Linked DNA regions of Ovis aries: region 1 is linked to region 2. The links are chromatin contacts, called in public Hi-C maps. All regions are on one chromosome and are shown on one strand. Each heading gives the region's core, a stretch centred on a gene start, on an enhancer-like site or on the middle of the called end of the contact. The rest is flanking DNA. Distances are from core to core; before and after follow the strand shown.

What was found. A called contact is a pair of places that touch in the nucleus more often than the background predicts.
Region 1: a contact with region 2 is called in a Hi-C map of liver, with 2.3 times the contacts expected there. The contact joins the enhancer-like site here to the promoter of NAT16 in region 2. A contact is called at or near these places in 6 of 16 Hi-C or Micro-C datasets (blood, hypothalamus, liver and 3 more).

Annotation. Positions count from the first base shown.
Region 1 is chr24:36,018,857-36,024,775 of ARS-UI_Ramb_v3.0, forward strand. SERPINE1 (serpin family E member 1) reads right to left here. Exons shown (of 9, transcript NM_001174114.2): 5 at 5,639-5,837; 6 at 4,449-4,549; 7 at 4,236-4,322; 8 at 3,064-3,147; 9 at 2,599-2,732. The coding sequence ends at 2,695. Among named protein-coding and RNA genes, the nearest start is that of SERPINE1, 6.1 kb to the right of the region's middle. Within about 2 kb of position 1,520, at least 18 of the 54 cell types and tissues checked have an H3K27ac peak or open chromatin away from gene starts, as enhancers often do. A contact at or near this core is called in liver and tail adipose tissue, where this site is marked.
Region 2 is chr24:35,982,409-35,988,166 of ARS-UI_Ramb_v3.0, forward strand. It overlaps NAT16 (N-acetyltransferase 16 (putative)), which reads left to right and starts at 2,241. Exons shown (of 10, transcript XM_060405835.1): 1 at 2,241-2,500.

The DNA.
Region 1 (5,919 bases), core at 270-2,769, 36 kb after region 2:
CACCCCCTCTACCCTGACTGCTGAATGATGCCCACCAGCAGATCATCTTGGCTGTCCTTGAACACTTCCAGTGATGGAAAGCTCACTACTGCTTAACTATCAGACAATGTTTTGACCAACAGCCCCTGGACAAGAATGGGTTCCTATTAAGACATGATCCAAGTTTCCAGGGGGACTGGGTCTATCAGGCCCATCTTTAGGGCTCTGGAGCTGGACAGCACAAGATTTTGACAGCTAGTTCTTGGTATTTTTTCCATTTAAAAATTCCTGTGGGATATATAAATGGAAAATAATTGGGGGAAGAAGGTCCCCTGACAAGAGCCTTCAAGATGTTGGAAGAAGATAATAATTCAGGATAACATTTTAAGGATGATATTAACAACCTATGTAACAAAAGAGCCTTCTTTCAAAGAACCTGATATGTCGATGGGGGTGGAGAGGATAACATGCACACCCCAAATTAAAGAGCGTGCATGCGTGCAAGCACTGTTACACACCAGGAAAAGAGAAGCTGAGTACTTGCCAAGTAGACAGCGGCGATGTTGACTGGATCCCCTGGGAATCCAGGGTGGAGGGAATGGATTTGGTTTGTGTTTTGAGAAATGGGGAGTGGGGTAGGTGCGGGGAGGATGGGAACATTTGGTGGGGAAAGAAATGAATAGAATGGGAAGTGACAGGGACAGTGAAAAGAGGTGTCTGGGTGGGTGGCAGGTGTCTGAGGAACCTCTTTCCTTTTTATTTTTTTTGGCCATGCCAAAGGGCACGTGGGATCTTAACCGGAGATGGAACCCACGGCCCTGCAGTGGAAGCACAGAGTCTTAACCACTGGACCACCAAGGAAGTCCCTCTTTTCTTTTCGAGGATGAGGCCCAAAGGGAGAAGCACGTTCTACACAGGGTGTCCCCCCGGGGGTCTTCTTGCAGGCTCCAGTGGCCAGCCCTGCAGATTCACCCAGGACAGGTCGGTGTGCCTTGCCCCTTGCAGGTGTGTGTTTCATAAAGATCCCAGTTCATCAGGTCTGTAAACTGATAGGGTCTGGATTTTGTGCTGTGTGAAACAAGGAAAGTCATGGCCAAGGACTATTTTGGAATATTCTTTTTATTTATTTATTATTTTTTTTAAAAAACATTTTTTTTTACTTGCTTCTATATCAAAAGTGAAAAAGCAGTTTCAAGAGCCATGGACCCCACAAGTGGGGGTACTGAGTGTGGCCGACACTGTCCAGTGCATCAAGAAAAAAGATAAACAAAACAACACACACACAAAGAAGGAAGGTTTTTCACTGAAGGGCACAGCGGGGTGATTGGGTTCTGTTAGGTTACATTCATTCAATGTCTATGTGCAATTCTTCAATAAATCGGTCCTCTCTCCGTACCCCCTCAGCTAGCTGGCTTTCAGAAAGATTATCTGCCGGAGGTAATTGAGCCCTAGCTCGCTGGCTCTGTCATTCTCTCTCTCTCTCTCTCACGCGTCCACCGCTCACACACAGCAGCCGGAAATGACACACTGAAGTGAGTCACCAGTGCGGCTGTGAGTCACCCTGTAATTGGGGAAAGTTCTGTCCTGCTAGGTCGTGGAGCCCCTTGCACTCCTGCTCCTAAATATACTGGAAAATTTTGAAACCACTCCGTCTCTCTTCACCCACCACATCCTTTCGGTCCCTAAAAGTGAGCCGAAGTTGGATGGTCCTGCCAGGGACGAGGCTCCATCGGGTGGAAAACCGGGGAGAGGAGAGGCGCGGGGGCGCTGGGCCTCCACCAGGTGGCAGTGTGGGCCCCGGGAGGCTTGCCACCTGGTGGAGGGGAGGGACAGTCAAGAGGCCTCTCCTGAGATGCAGCCACACAGAGCCCCCCAAGGGAACACGGTGAACAAGGTTAAATAATGTTTCTCTGAAGACGTTTCTCTCTCCCAAGCGCACAAGGACAAGGATGTGATAAATATTCAGGCACACCCCTGGCATCTCACCCTCCCCACCAGGAGATGGGAGCCAAGAACCAGGCACACACCTCATCTCTCCTTCCGTTTCTGCAACATAAAGTTTGTGGGAAGCAGAAACCTGCTTCTCTGAGTAAACAAGTCACCTACACTCTAAAATAATATAGACACACTGTTTCCTGGGGAGGGAGCAGCCAGGCCGGGGTGGGTCTCGAACCTCGGAGCTGGGGAAGGATGGACCTTGGCTTGAAAGGGTGTTTCTCACCTTGGCCTTCTCGGGCCTGCTGCCAGCCTTCTCAGCAGTGGCAGACAGTGCAAGAGTGACGGCAACGTGACCGGAACACACATTTCTAGCGAGCACACAAAAGCTCCTTCGTGTAAGCCTTGTGGTGCCATCCTACCAGGGCCTCGGTGGGATCCGGGACCCAAGGCCTGACCTGGCAGAGCAATGGGCAGAAGCAGCTGGGCCAGCGGTCCTGGGAGTCCTGCAGTCCAGTTGGGAGGCCGGCTGGGTGTGATGCCTCCCAGTCTCTCCCAGGGTCTCCATTGGAGGGTTTAACTCAAAGGTCCTCTTTGCCCCTCCTGAGAGAGCCCAAAGTTAGGTCTAAGAGGCAAATTTGAAAGAATTTACCATGGAAAAAAAAAATAAATAAATATCTTCTCTTTTTCCAGAAAAATGAATTAATAATTCTTTGCTCCAGACTTTCTTCCTCTTGGACATCTCTAGTCTGTCCCAGATGAGGGCTGTCTTCCCCATGGTCAGGGTTCCATCACTTGGCCCATGAACAGGACAGTTCCTGAGGACGGAAGCATCACAGGAGATGAGAAGGGGGGGAGGCGGGGGACAGCTCACCCAGCTCGGTGTTTATGGATGAACTGAGATAATGGGGACATGAGTGTTCAGAGACACAGCTGCTCTAGTGACTAAGCTGGGCAGAGGGACAGACAAGCACCCTGTCTGGAGAGAGAGCACTCCCCTCCAAGTGGAAGGAGAGCACAGCCATGATTCGTTGCCTGGAGTCTTCTTGGGGGAAGTGGGGGCGTCTACACCTGCCTGGATGGTACCTGACTCCAGGAGAATGGGGAGGGGGGCCGAGAGTGGCGGGGCCTCTCAGGTCCCCGGCTCACCTGTGGGGTTGTGCCGCACCACGAAGAGGAAGGGTCTGTCCATGATGACCTCCTCGGGGGCCATTCGGGCTGAGACTATAACGGCTGGAAGAGACAGGACAGAATCTTAGAACAGAGGGACGTGGGCCCTGGCGCCTGGATGGGCCACAAGTGATCCAGTGACACCAGGGCTGGGGCTGGGGAGTGGATTGGGAGGCTTCATTGTTTCCTGGTGCGTGTGTGCTCAGGCACATCCGACTCTGTGACCCCATGGGCTGTAGCCCACCAGGCTTCTGTTTCCATGGGATTTTCCAGGCAAGAACACTGGAGTGGGTTGCCATTTTCTACTCCAAGGGATCTGCCCAACCAGGGATCGAACTTGCATCTCCTGCATTGGCAGGCAGATTCTTTACCACAGTGCCACCTGGGAAGCCAAATAATCACAGCAGAGACTTCCCTGGTGGCATAGCGCATCAGAATCTGCCTGCAATGCAGGGGACACGGGTTTGCTTCCTGGTCCAGGAGCATTCCACAAGCCGCAGAGCAACTGAGCTCACGTGCCATGACTACTGAGCCCGTACTGTGAACCCAGAAGTGTCAGGATGTCCTCTAAGGCAGTTGGGCAGAGCTCTAGCAGCTATTTGCTTGAGTAGTGAAAGTGAAAGTCGCTCAGTCGTGTCTGACTCTTTGCGACCCCATGGACTATACAGTCCGTGGAATTCTCCAGGCCAGAATACTGGAGTGGGTAGCCTTTCCCTTCTCCAGGGGATCTTCCCAACCCAGGGATTGAACCCAGGCCTCCTGCATTGCAGACGGATTCTTTACCAGCTGAACCACAAGGGAAGCCCACTCACTCGAAGGCAGGTTTATCTAAACTCTTTCAAGGCATGTTGGAGGCAAGCGCCTTTAAGTCGACTGGCCACTCTGAGAGCCAGCCAGAACCTCCCATTCAGGGGGACTTCAGAGCCAGTGGGGAGGGAACGGGGTCCCGGGGAAAGCAGGCCCATTTTCTAGTGGGATCAGGTAACGGTAATGCTCTCCATACAGGAAGCCCTGTTCTACCAGGAGAGGCCCGGTAGATAGACCAGGGCAGTGGGCTCTTCCCGGTGCACCCCGGGTATGGGTACCAGATCATGGCCCCTCGTGGAAGCCTGGGGCTGAGACTCGCCAGGCCTCACCTGAGCCTGACTCACCTGTGGAGGAGGACGCCAGCGTGCCGCTCTCATTCACCTCGATCTTCACTTTCTGCAGTGCCTGCGACACGTACAGAAACTCTTGATCTGAAATGGAGGCGGACCCCAGAGCGCATTAGCCTTGGTCCTCAGGGGTGGTGGTGGGGAAGCTCCTCTGTCCTCGGGAGACCCCACTGTCCACCAGGGGAAGAAAGGGAAAGGGAAACCTCTTACCTGAAAGACTGGAGAAGTCCGCCTGGCTCGGCCTGAACATGTCGGTCATTCCCAAGTTCTCCAGCGGCCTCCTGAGGTCGATTTCGGTCTCCAGGGAGAACCTACACACAGCAGCAGGACAGGGCTCCAGCTCAGGCCACCCCCAGCCTTAGCGGGCGTCCCTGCCCCCTACACACACAGAGACCAGCAGGAGGGGGGACTGATGCGAACGCAGAAGTGGGAGGCTTGTTTTTCTTTCAAGTCTGTTGGCAAGGTCTCTCTCCTTGCTGGGAAGATTCTGATACTAATGAACATTTCTCCTGCAAGCTCCCCACCCCCTCGAACCTCTGACTAATTACTTTCCTCAAATGAGGCAATGGTTGCAGCACAATTGTGTTCAGTCTGACTGGGGTGGGAGTGGGGAAGGGCAAATTCCCCTGCAAAGGCTAGCTGAAAAGAAATCTGGTCTGTAGCTTGTGTTTCTGAGAGTGGAGCCCAAAGAGGACTCCAGCAGCGAGGCTTTGGGGAGCTTGGTCTGCCTCCCACCAGGGCACGACTAATTACCTCCGTTCTTTGAGAGAGAGGGCGTGCTAACCAACTAAATCGTCCTCTTTCCCTAAGCCTGGCATTATGGCATCTGGAAATGCGGGGTCGGCATAGTGGGAGGCTTCCCCACGATTCTGGAATGGACCCAGCCTCAGCCTCCAGCACCCTCTCCACTTCTGCTGAAGAATTTTTAAAATCTGCTTCGTGGCAAGCCAGCTAGAAGCCAGAGTTCAGGCTTGCTTCCTCTGCACAAGTGATTCCTTTTGTCTCCATTATGTGGATGTTGACTTGAAGAGATGGAGGTGGGAGTGAGGGGTGTTCATAAAAGGGTGAGGACCAACGCATTCCCCGGCCCCCCACCTCCCATCATCTCTCCGGCTCTTCCTCTGGCTAACTTTTGCTGGGTGTTCAGGGGGTGGTGGGCGTGGTGTGGTCTCGAAAAGCTTCCCCTCGCTGCCCTCCACCGCAAGAGGGAAGATGAGCGGGATCTTAATCAAACCCAGGCCAGAGTGTGTCCCATCTGCACCCACGCAGCAGCTCGCTGCCCTGAAAACGTCAGGTTTGGGAAACTCCACTTGTTGGGGGCGGTGCCTGTGTGGCAATAGCGGGGAGCCAGAGGAGGCGGGAGGGGGAGGCAGAGGGGACTAGAGCAAGGGGTGGCTTACTTGGGCAGAACCAGGAGGCGGGTCAGTCTGGTCATATTCCCTTTCCACTGGCTGATGAGCTCAGCATCCAGAATGCTGGTGAGGGCAGAGAGCGGCACCTCTTTCTCATAGGGGGCAGCAATGAGCATGCTGAGAGTGTTCCCATGGTAGGGCAATTCCAGGATGTCGTAGTAATGGCCGTCGGGGGTGGTAAACTCAGCTGGGAAAGACACCAAGATGGTGCATTGGCAATAGCTCCAGCTCCTGTCGATTCTAACCTGGTGTTGGCTTTCCAACCAGTC
Region 2 (5,758 bases), core at 991-3,490:
TTCTTTACCATTAAGCCACCTGGGATGCCCTAATGCATTACATTAAGCTTGCTTAAAATCCATGAGTTCATAATGGTCCTGAAAGTTAATAATTGATCACCGTTGAAGGATGCTGGGGAACCATCACATTATTTTAAAAGTTAACAAATAAAGGGAGAAATTCAAGCATTTATCCAGTCTTTCCATCACAAACTATCTCTGAGAGTAATCATAGTAAAAGAGAACAAATTTCCTTTTATAAGCATATTCCAGTTTGGGCGGGGGGAGAAGAAAAAACAGAAAGAACAAGAATATCACTATTTTGCAGCCCCTAACAACTGATTGGATTTAAATCTTGAGCATTCATATCTGAGAAAATTCCAATAATGCAACCATATTTGAGCCTTTTATAGAATAATGCCGGAGAAGGCAATGGCACCCCACTCCAGTACTCTTGCCTGGAAAATCCCATGGATGGAGGAGCCTGGTGGGCTGCAGTCCATGGGGTCGCTAAGAGTTGGACACGACTGAGCGACTTCCCTTTCACTTTTCACTTTCATGCATTGGAGAAGGAAATGGCAATCCACTCCAGTGTTCTTGCCTGGAGAATCCCAGGGACAGGGGAGTCTGGTGGGCTGCCGTCTATGGGGTAGCACAGAGTCGGACATGACTGAAGCGACTTAGCAGCAGCATAGAAGAAGGCAGCACCACCTATAGATTGGACAGGAGAGAACTGGAACTTTGGGAAACTTTCCATTCTGATTAGTTGAGAGAACTGGAGGTGGGTGAAAGTTGGACCAATCCAAGCATTTCTGATCACAGAGGGGAGGCTTCAGGAGAAAGGCGAGGAATGAGAGTGGCCTCTCCATTCTGCCACTGGTGACTTTTTCCTCCATCTTTTAGCTTTTTGAGGTCCTTTCGCATGAATGAACATATTCCACCATAACCGCAGCTTTATGAGATGCATAGTGTGTTAGCAGCTTCAAAAATCAGAAATGGGGGAGACTTACCTATTGGCTTGCTTGCCTTTGAACTGAAGAGATGACTCTGATCCCTTTAACTCTTGGGGTGGCTTTGCTGGCGGGAGTCCGGGAACTCCTTCAAATCCTCCATCTTGTCACATTAGCTCAGCCAATGGGATACGATTACCAGGTTGCAGAGCAAACACCTTGGAAAGTGTGAAACTAGAAAGAGGTAGGTGAGAGGTCAGCTTTGGTGGGAAGAGGGAGCATGGGAGCTGGGCAGGAGGTGGGAGGAGGGACAAGGGAGGGTGTCCCAGCCTCAGTAGCACTGTGCGGGTTTTAAAGGACGTTCACATCCATCACTTTCCTGGCTCCTTGCAGATACAACTGCAGGTGTTTTACCTCACTTCATGGGGGTGGGGAGCTCCCACCAGGAGTTAAGAGTCTGGGCCACTAGCTTGTTAGAGTCAGAGGCGGCCCTGCAGTCCCTCCAGTTCCAATCGGCTCGCTGGGCCCTTCCTTCCACCCACCGGAGTCAGCCCAGGAGCCCGGCGGTGCGCACAGAGGTCTGTGTTCGTGTACTCGGATGCCCACAGGTGTCCCTGGAAGTCCACAGGTGTACGGCCCCGTGCACTCGTGCTGCCCCGTGGGGGCCTTGCGGCCTGACGGCGGGAGAGATGCCCGCGGCTGAGCGGAGCTGGGCGAGGCTGCTCGGCGACCCCGGGGCGCGGGGGTCATCTGGCCCAGAGCAGGCCTCGCTCTGCTCCTTTCCGTGTCCCGCTTCTGCCTCTTGGGGTCTCCTCCCTTCCCAACCGTCTTGGGTTTCCCGTTTCCCCTGTCGGCTTCTCCGACCTGGGCAGGGTGTTCGGCTCCGTGTCCCCTTTCCAGCTGCTCTTACTAATCTGGCGGCCAGAGATAGGAGAGCCTGGCTGACTTTGCTGGGGGGCCTGGAGAAGGGGAACTTGAGCGGCGGGGTGAACTCCCGGGACCGAACTTAAAGATGCTGCTGGCACGATGCGATAACTCTGTCACTCCACTCCACCAAAACTCAAGACACCTGCCCACCCTCAGTCCCGCTCCCCACCGGGGACAAGGGGAGGGGGCCTCATCTGCAACGCTAGAGGCCACTCAGCTGCGCCCACCTCACCGCCCAGGGCAGCTCCGCTTTCCCCCGCGCCCCGCCACCCCATCTCCTGCCCCGCGCCCCAGCCAGCCCCCGGCCGCAGCACAGTCCGCTCCAGATCCGCGCCGGGTTTCCTTCGCATCGCTGGGGTCTCCGCCCCTCCGAGCGCCGCCGCCGGGGCCGAGCCGGAGCGTAGCGGCGGGTGCCACCCGCACCGCCCGAATCCCGAAGCGCTGGGAACCCGAGCCCGCGAGCCGGTCTGAGCGGTGGTGCTGACCCCGCCTTCTATGAGAACTCCGAGTCGGGACCGGACGGCGCGGCCGGATCCCCGCGCCTCATCGGAATTTGACCCTCGGAGCTCCGAGGGGACCCCTCTCTTTGCGGCCGGCCTCGATCGGCTTCTCAGCACCCCGGCCCTGGCCCTAGCTCGGGAGAGGTAGGGGGATGCAGCGGGGCCTGGGGGCGGGAGGCTGGCGTGCTCCTCCCCCGCGGGATGGGGACAGCGGAAGGCCACGCCCCCCCAGGAGAAGCAGGCCGCCGCGCCCCCTACTGCCCAACCCCTGCCAGTCCCCGGGATGATAGTAACTTGAGACCCGACTTTGTTCAGATGTTCAGAGGCGCCTTCCCTCCTTCACCCCATCATCATTTGGCTCCTACCGTTCCCCAGAGTCTGGCAGTGTCCGGGGGGACCCTTGCCAAGTAGCTTCCTTTGGGATCCGCCTGCCTCCTGCTTCCCCAACAGACCGGACGACCCTCCAGTACAGCACCCCCTCTCCATGATTCTGGCCCTCTGGGGCCCCAGGCACCCCCCTCCCCAGCTCCACGGTGTTCCCCATCCCTTGCCTCTGCCCCCACTTCACCTTGTCACCTCTTACTTGACCCCTTTCCCCACCACACACCCGCTGGGAGAAGGGGGCGTGTCACTCTGCTTTCCATTTCTGATCTCTTTGGGGAGGGGGTGCAAGCTAGAAAGGTTTGTTTTTTTTTTTTTTTTTTTCTTTTTGCGTCTACTGGGCTCTGAATCACCAGGTGTCTTGTCTGTGACTCATTATCCGTGCCCCCCAGATCCTCTCTTGATGGCCTTTGTCTCCTTTCTGGCTCAATTCTGATCCTTGTCTCTCTTTTCTTTGGGCGCTTCGTGTAGCCGCCGTCTCTTTGTCCCTGCCTTTCCTCTCTCCGTTTGTCTTCCAGCTCAGAGAAGCTGCGACCTCAGCGGCATTAATATTTCAGGTGTGCGGGGTGAGGGAGGAGGGGAGAGGGGATTGGGCTCCTGGCATGCCCAGGGATGACTACAGTTATCCTCTCACCAGTGTGGATCATTCATATCTATGAGACTGAGAGAATGGATACAAGGATGATAAGGAAAATGCTGCCCCCTTTCCTGGAACCTGGCCCCGGGGGTGCTTGGACTACATCTCCCATAGTGCCCTGGGGCATAGGGCTGCCTCCTCCTCTGCCTCCACACCTAATGGAAGTTATAATTCAAGGAGCCAGGTTGGAGGGTGGGAATGGATCAGAGTGTGTAACAAGGGTTGTGGGGGCCAGCTGGTTGTTTTGGCTTGGCCTGGACTCCCTAACGCACTTTTACCGCAGCACCCACCTCCCCCAAGGCTTACGGACCTTGGAACCTCTCCAGCTCCTGCAAGGGAATAGGAGTAGAGAGTGCTGGGGAGAAAAGAAGCAGGGTGGCTGGGCAGGCTCCCTCTCCTTCCCTGTGGCCCTGGGAATCCCCTCCCCTTATACATGTCCGTATCTGAGATGTAGACACACTCTTTGGAAACAGTCTCCCCGTCTTGAAAGAGAGAGGGAAACCAACGTCCCGTTGCATGAGCGGCTGTCTTCAGGTGGCTCACGTTCTGCCCGCTTTGGGCAGCAGTGGAGAATTGTTGGAGTTATCACTGAATTGCCAGCTTGTATCTTCCAGGGATTCAGGAACCGCTGGTGAGGTTGTCTGGAAATCCAAATGGGAGCCTCAAGCTAACCTATTCATCTCTGGGACCCGTCATTCCTAGAGCCTGGCATGAGGAGTCTGATTGATCTCATTTTTGGCATAGAAATTGCTGACAGTGGAGAGATGGCAGTGAGGGTTCCTCTCGCAAGCTCGTCTCTCGTTCTGAGTCAGCTTAGCCCTTAGCACTTGGAACCTTTGACTCCTGCCAAGGACCCAGTCTTTCCTATCCTTGCTCTTCAGGCTGGGGTCAGAGATCTCCCCACTGGCCTCAGAGCCAGTAAAATGGAAGTTTTTGCCTGGCTTTGCCCAAGCTGAGTCACCTTAGGCAAGATCTTAACCATCTTGGGCCTCGATTGATTTTATCTCCATGAAAGGATGGAGCCAGATGGTCCCTGATGGCCCTAAGATCCTAAGATCCTCTGAGCCTGTGCTTCCCCTCCCCCTTTTATGATACTGGCCTGAGCTATCTGACCACACCCTAGCTTACATGGCAGAGCCTTGAGCATCAACATTAGACTGAAAGAAAAAAAAAAGGAGATGGAGCCCTTGTTTGAAACTTGCTGGTATAGGAAGCACATTGTGTTTACATAAGCCATGTTTGCGATATGGAAACTAAACTGAAAGTCGCTCAGTCGTGTCCACCTCTTTGTGACCCCATGGACTATGCAGTCCAGGGAATTCTCCAGGCCAGAATACCTGGAGTGGGTAACCGCAGGGGATCTTCCCAACCCAAGGATCAAACCCAGGTCTCCTGAATTGCAGGCGGATTCTTTACCAGCTCAGCCACCCGTTGCTGGTCCCATCTCCCAAACCCATGTCATGTTCTATAAGGCTGAGGCAGCCCTGTGCCCCAGGGCACTATGGGAGATGTAGTTCAAGCACCCCCTGGGCCAGGTTCCAGGAAAGGGGGCAGCATTTTCCTTATCATCCTTGTATTCATTCTCTCAATCTCAAATTAATATCGCCCCCCACAAAGCAGCTGGCATGTGTGTCCCCTGGGATGTTGGTTACTGAGGCTTATGTAGGTTACATCAGGGAACAGTTCTACCTGGCTGAGAGAGGAGGGGATTTGATTGGCTTATTTTGTTGGTCTGGAAAAGAGAGGTCTAGCAATGAGGAGTCATCTGGCCTTGGGCAGGGAGCTTTCTCTTTGGCCCTGCCCCTGAGCAGGAGGGGGGAAGAAGAATTGGATGCCAAAGGCGTAGCAGATACACAAGGTTCTGACCCAAAAAGGAGACTTGGAGGAATGGGAAGAGCAGGGGCAGCCTGAGTGGGACATGAAGCAAGGATCACAGGAAGAAATTTCCAAAAAAGAAGAGAGAGAGAAGGGAAGGGACTGCATCTCTAGAGGTGAAGTCAGCGGGGAGAGGGCATAGGTAATCTTGGTGGATATTTGTTTGCTGAAGCTCCAACAGAGCTCTTTTCAAAATAATCACCTAGCCCTGGAATGGAGCCAAGTCTCCCTCTGGAAAAGGAGGGAACAGCCTCAAAGAGGAAGGAAAGGGCGGTTTTGATTACCCTGAGAGGAACGGCTTGACATTTTCTAATAGAACTGTCCATCTGTCCACTCCTTAATTTATGTTTGAATATGTGGGGTGGGGGCCACTGGGGCAGCGATATGGAGAGATCTGATGTCTACACCCCCACTCTTTGTTCTGGAATGAGCAGCAGTGGGAGCCGGGGCAGTTGAACCCTCTCCGTCCCCTCTTTCTGCCAGCTGGGAGGAGCCCTGGAGGGAGTGGA